Regions from separate parts of the Sus scrofa genome. Here region 2 is linked to region 1. Evidence: chromatin contacts called from public promoter capture Hi-C data. All regions are on one chromosome and are shown on one strand. The core of a region is the stretch at or near the end of the contact, and the rest is flanking DNA. Distances in the headings are between cores, read along the strand shown. Region 1 holds the start of FAM240A. Region 2 holds the start of ALS2CL (ALS2 C-terminal-like protein).

Region 1 (3,165 bases), core at 522-3,021:
CACTGAGCACTTCCAGGAGGTAAGAAAGTCACTTTATTCTTCCTTAGGGGACAGCTGGGGGCAGTGGATGGGGTCTGGGCCCTGAATATGACAGCTGCCCCACTTACCCGCTGCATGCCCTCGATAAAGTCATAAAGTCAAATTGCTACTCAACTTTCTTACAGGCAAAATGGGAAATAGTGCTTACACTACACAATGGCTCTGCTTGTGACATCCCTATGCCCAGCCCTTACCACCTCAGCCTCCCAGAGGCCAGCTCTGAACTCAGACGTGACCATCACACAAGAGGACAGGATCAGAGACTGTCTTTGGCTGCATGTTAAAATCACAGGGGAAGCTTTAAAAAATCCTGATGCCCAGGCTACATCCCAGGCTGATGAAATCAGACTCCCTGGGGAGGGAGCCCTGGCATCAGTTTTTTGTAAATCTCCCCAAGTGATTTCAAGGTCAGTCAAGGTCAACAGACATGGATCCAGAAAGAATAGAGAAGAGAAGTAGAATTATCTCCTGCCTCTATAAAGAAAGTTGGGGCAGTTGTGATACTTACTTACTGTTAATTATAGTACTATACCCTATACAAATTTGAGGTTTTAGAACTACAAAAGTTATATTTATTCAGAACTTTATAAACTGCAAAACACTTTCATATTCGTGATCAAATTTAATCTTCAGAGAAATTTTAAAGATGAGGAAACCGAGGCCTGGAGAATCTATCATCAAATAGAAGGTGCATCAAGTGAATGGATGAACAGGTCTGGAGTGAACACCTGGCTTCGAACCCCTCTCTACTCCCACCATGCCCACTGCTCGCTCAGTCTTTCTGAGAGAGCTGTGATCCAGACCCTCATGCTGATTCCTGACTTCAGTATTTCCCCTTGGACGTCAGCACCCAGGCAACTCAAACTGTCCAGCACTGCTCAAGGTCCCTCTCTGCAGCCCTCCTCCCAGGTGGCCCACATTTGCACACGCACAGCCAGGGCACCTCCACTGACATCTTTCACCTTCACGTTCCACATGTAGCTTACCACCTCCAGAATCCCTGTGAATCCATCCACTCTTCATTACCCTTGCTTCTATCACCTGGTCATAGCCTCTCCCTGGACATTTGCAGTAGCCTTAGCCTTTTCCCACACCCACTTTCACCCTCCAGCCTGTGATTTTGACCTGTCTGCTGGACCCACTGAGGTCTGGGAGTTGGGAATGGGTCTCTTCATGTAAAAAGTGAGTATTCTTGAGAGTCTGACATGTATGACTCCATACACAAGCATCCACACATGCACAGGGACAAACACACGCACACGCACACATGCGCACACCTCCAAGTTGGTTGCTTGGATGTGTCAGACGTTGGGACCATTATCTGCGACAAACCTTTTTAGTAAAGTAAAGGGCTTGAAAACATTCAGAATACACAGCCTGCCTTATGCCACTTATGGTTGTGGGACCACGCACAAGTTCTGTCACTTCTCAAATGTCTCATCTATAAAATGAGGAAGGGGATGTGGTGATAGCTAAAGAGACCTGGGCATAAAGTGCCTGGCACACACCACCTGCTGATAAAAAGCTGAGAAGCCATTCTTCTGTGAGGAGGAAGGAAGGATAGAGGGCACTTTCCAGGGTGCCTATGACATGCCAAGCTCCAGCAGGGAGCTTCTGCAGTCACACCTCTGTAACCCATCAACAAACCACTGTATCCTTCTCGTGAGGTTCTGTGCCTGACTCGGGTCCCCTCAGGTAAATGGCAGGGTCTAGATTCAAACAGTCTGTACCTTCCAAAGTCTAAGGGAGCATGTTCTATGAGGGTTCAGCTGATATCTTCTTTTTCAGGGGATGAACAATCAGTACGTCCGCCGAGAGGTCTTCTGCCGGAACACCTGTCACGAGCTCAAACGCTTCTGGGAAAGGGAAATTGGCAAGCAGACTTACTACCGAGAGTCAGAAGAACATCGCCTGGGTAGAAGTGCACTGAGAAAGTACGTGGCTCGTTTAAAATTTTAAACGTTTTAAAATTAATTAATTTTAAATATAGATTAATTTTTAGAGCAGTTTTAGGTTCACAGCAAAACTGAGCAGAAAGTAGAAAATCTCCATACACCCTCTTCCCGCCACACATAGCCTCTCCCACCAGCAACATGCCCCCCCCACCAGAGCTATGATCCATAAACCAACATGGGCATATCATAATCACCTTTGCTTACCTGTTTTTAAAAGCCAAATTTATTTCAGAAAAATGCCAGATAGGCATCCTAGAGGACAAAATTATTTTAATTTTCTATGCATGGAGTCCTGTCACCATCCATGGTTATAGGCAGTAACTTTTAAAATTCTTTGAAGTTAACAAATGTATACTCTAGTTCTTATCTCTATAAACAGAAAACTCTCTCCTCTCTGTCACCATTTCTAGTGCGTGAGGGTTACACTAAATTTAGGGAGTAGGTCAGCAGATATATCCAAGAAGAGCAAGCAAAGGAGACAGTGACCAATTCTCAGTACTTGTTTGGGTAAAGACACAGGATGTCCTGCATGGTTCTGGGAGGAGGGCCAACGGGCTTTCAGCACTCTGGTGTGCATCCCTGTTCTAGCCGAGTGAGTCAGTGGAGAGCAGCTACTCACAGGAGCAAACCAGGGTTGCAGTCTCTGTGGAAATAGTGGCACAGCACCACCCTCTTACATACTGCCTCCTAGTGGCTGCAGGGAGTCACCCACAGGCCACAAGAAAAGGCTCAGTTCTCCATCCCCTCGCAGGGAACAGCCCAGCTGCTGTCTGTTCACTGACACAGCTAGTGTGTGGCCAGAGGGTGGTGGCACAGGTGTGTGCTGGCCCAATAGCAGAGCCCATGACTCCAAACTGTTAGTCCATGGTTGCTGGGATGAGAATATGAATTAACTCACAAGAGTTAAACCCACTGTTTGCCTTCCAACACCCCATCCTGAGCCCTAGAGGGAAACCCAGCCTATTCCATGTGCAGACACCTGCTCAGCCATATTCCTGGCCACAGGCAAGTAAAAGCAGGCTGTCCTCCGCACTGAAGTATTGAGTAGGGCATCTTATCCAGGGATTCTCAGAGAACTGAGTCATGTGGCCAGTCATTTCTGCAGTCCTTGCCATCTTCCTCCTCCCAGGCCAGGCCACTCAGCATGCTGCACACCAGAGGCCACACTGAG
Region 2 (3,129 bases), core at 178-2,677, 49 kb after region 1:
GGAGAATGTGAGGGCAGGGGCCAGGCCAGGCATGAGTGTGCCTGAGTGTGTATGTTGGCAGGGGAGGAGGAAGAAGAGATGCTGAGTCTAATACAAATGGACCCAGCAGGAGTCAACCCCTTCATAGCCCAGTCCTACCTCCAATCCACTCCTCTCTGGTCAAGGGCATGGCCTCCTTACCCTCTACTTCCATCCAGTTCTAAGATTCCTTAGTGGAAGGCTGCACATGATATACATATGGCAAAGAACGGGAGGGCCCAGAGACACCAACTTTAGAGCATGTACAGGGCTCAGACCTCACCTGAACTAGGTAGTTCAGAAAGCCTGGGCAACTCACCTTAGGATACACAGCAAGTACCTAGGCTCCCCAGGCAGCCTTCATGTACCCCAAGGGGCAGGGTGAGGACAGACTGGCTTGTCTTGGCGTGCCCAGGTGAGTCAGCTGCTGGTCCCTGTGGCAATCTAACCAACAGTCAGACCTTCATGCTCTCTCTCTCTCCCCCTCACATTCTTGGCCTCTGCCCAGGCTAGGTCCCTCTCAGGAAGAGTCACTGAGGCCGCCTCTGCCCTCTCCAAGGCCTCTCTCCACCTTGGCCACACCCTATCATGGCACTTACTCCTTTATTTCCTGGTCTGGACAAGCTGCTTGCTGTGGAGGCTTTTTCTTGGGCTAACCTGGAACATTCTCCCCTGCCCCATCATCCAGCAAGCTCAGTGGTAGACAGAGGGAGGGGCTGCCCAAGGGAGGGAACACTGAACTGTCACTGCAGACCTGTCACAGTCTCCACCTGCACCTCTCCCTGCACTCTTCCTCTTACCCTCTGTGGCTCCAGCCTTCTTGTCCTACACGCCACCCCCCACCCTCCCAATCTCTCTGGTTGCATTTTTCTTCTCCCTGGCCAGGCACACACAGTCACTGGAATTTCCCAAACATGGGATCCTATTCCAGCCACCAGGAACAGTTGCCCATGCCGTCCTCACAGCGGGCAACACCAGCTGGCGTCACCTTCTCCTGGCAGTCTGTCCGCTGGGTGAGGTGCGGTGGGATCGCCACACGGCCCAGACCAAGCCCCTGGACACTGCCCTCGTGCCATGCACGGGCCCAGGGAAGCTGCCCCTCCGCTGTCCCTAACCGCAAGCCGGGTGACCGCAAAGCAGGAAAGATGAAGCTGAACCCTGCTGGGACGGAGGGACCTTCGGACAAATTTGGACAGTTGTATTTAAGAAGGAGGGGCGGCGATGTGACGGCCTGAGGGAACGTGGAAGTGAAAGTCCCAGCTGGAGCGAGAAGGGAGAACAGAGGGGCGCGGCTCCACATGCACGACCTCTACGGGGCCCTTACCTGTGCGGTGCTGGCGCCCGGCTCAGGGAATGCGGCTGCGGTTGCTCGCTGGCTGACGCCCGCCCAGTGCCGCCGGCCCCGCCCTCACCCCCAAAGGCCCCGCCCCCGCCCCGCCCCGCCCCCGCCCCGCCTCGGGGTGCCGCTCCTGGTCAGAGGCTAGGCGCCTGCCTGGGAGGAGGCAGAACGCTGCATCCGTCCACCTAGCTCAGGAGGTCTCCGACTGGCATCCTCCACGGTCTGCAAGATTCTGGGACCCAGTGGAGGGTAGGGGGAGGAGGAGAGGAGGCGGGAGCAGGACCCCTCCGCCCTTCCCCAACGCACAGGCACACCCACACACGCTCACGCCCAGGAGAGCCGGGCTGTGTCTGGGAAAGCAGCCTCGGTTTCCTTGTTCCGGCAGGGTCCTTCCCAGTCCCCTTTGCCACCAGATTCTGATACCCTGCGGGTCTGGGTGTAGCCCCATAACCTCGACCTGCACGAGTCAGAGAGGACGGCACAGGAGGAGCCCTGATGGGCCAGTGAAACCTGTGCCAGAGTGGGGTATACCAAAGCTGATCCCTGTGGGCCCAGCTTCCGGGCCAGCTGCCACCCTAGTCTGAGTGACCTTGGGGAAAGTCCTCTGTCCCCACTCTTGAGTCAACATGGTCCAATAGAGTGTGAAGCCAGCAGCTGACTGTGTGCCAGGACTGCTACCTTGGAAAAGATGGTGGAAGCCTAGTCCCGGCAGACCTCCAGGGATGGGGAGAGCCCACGGTTCACACCTGTAACAAAGGAGTTCACTGTCTGCTGCCCAGTCCTCTATTCACTTCCTACAATACCCAGGTTCCAGGGTATGGCTGGCATCACTGCCTCTTTCACAGCTGACAACACTGAGGCCAAGAAGACCTGTCCAGAGACAGGCAGTGGAAGAGCAGAAAGGGTGGCCCACCAACCCTCCACTCAAGCCTGAGGCAGTGGAAGGCATTCCCCATCCTGCTTTGCTGAAAAGAGATCCCCAGTGGAGGGGCATGCATGGCATGTTTGACGGTTTCTTGGCAGGTCTGTGGGTCACCTGGCATATAGGGGTGGGCAGGCAAGAGGTCTCTGGTGCTTGGGAGGAAGGGCCAAGGGCTGAAGAGTGGCCATGGCCACATGTGGAGAGAGCAAGATGGTCCGGCAGCATGTGTTCTCACCACTTTGCAACAAAACGGGCAGATAGGACAAGCCCTGATCTTGTGCTGGGTGTCTCTGGGTCAGGCCTTACCCCTCTCTGGGCCTCAGTTTCCTCATCTGTGCCTGTATCTGAGGGAACACAGTGCTGCCTAGGCTCAAGCAGGAAGGGAAGGGCCCTGTTGGCTTCCTCCCCAGAGCCCAGACTTCCTGTTCAGCCATATCTAGGGAAATTGGAAGGCTGGGGGCCAGTCTTGCCTCGACCACTCCCCACTTACTGGATAACATCATAAGCATTGTCAAGCCCAGTTTTACTGCCTGACAGATGGAGCAAGACATGCCCAGCCTCTCTCCTGGCATTGCTGGTACATTGTAATGCCCTTGGTAGTGCTCAAAAGATGGTTTCCACAGGGTCCACCTGCCCTTGGCCCTCTGCAGCACAGCCCAGGGCCCTCGCCCAATCCCACCACAGATGTGCACACACCTACCCAAACTTCTCCCACACCCCCAGCACACATACACGATTCCACAGTCATCTGTGTTACCCAGACTCATCTGCTACTGAACCCACTGGCAGGGCCTCCATGTTGTACAACTCATGTGGCGGCCCTGTATATGGGAACATGTATTCAGCTAAT

What was found. Promoter capture Hi-C pulls out the DNA fragments that hold promoters and counts their contacts.
Region 2: a contact with region 1 is called in a promoter capture Hi-C map of fetal liver, with 2.3 times the contacts expected there. The contact joins the promoter of ALS2CL here to the promoter of FAM240A in region 1. A contact is called at or near these places in 1 of 5 promoter capture datasets (fetal liver), 1 of 47 Hi-C or Micro-C datasets (retroperitoneal adipose tissue) and 1 of 2 datasets of contacts at active chromatin or transcription factors (skeletal muscle).

The regions. Positions count from the first base shown.
Region 1 is chr13:29,568,285-29,571,449 of Sscrofa11.1, forward strand. It overlaps FAM240A, which reads left to right and starts at 1,772. Exons shown (of 2, transcript XM_013981588.2): 1 at 1,772-1,973. The coding sequence starts at 1,831.
Region 2 is chr13:29,617,488-29,620,616 of Sscrofa11.1, forward strand. ALS2CL (ALS2 C-terminal-like protein) reads right to left here and starts at 1,428. Exons shown (of 26, transcript XR_002337512.1): 1 at 1,343-1,428.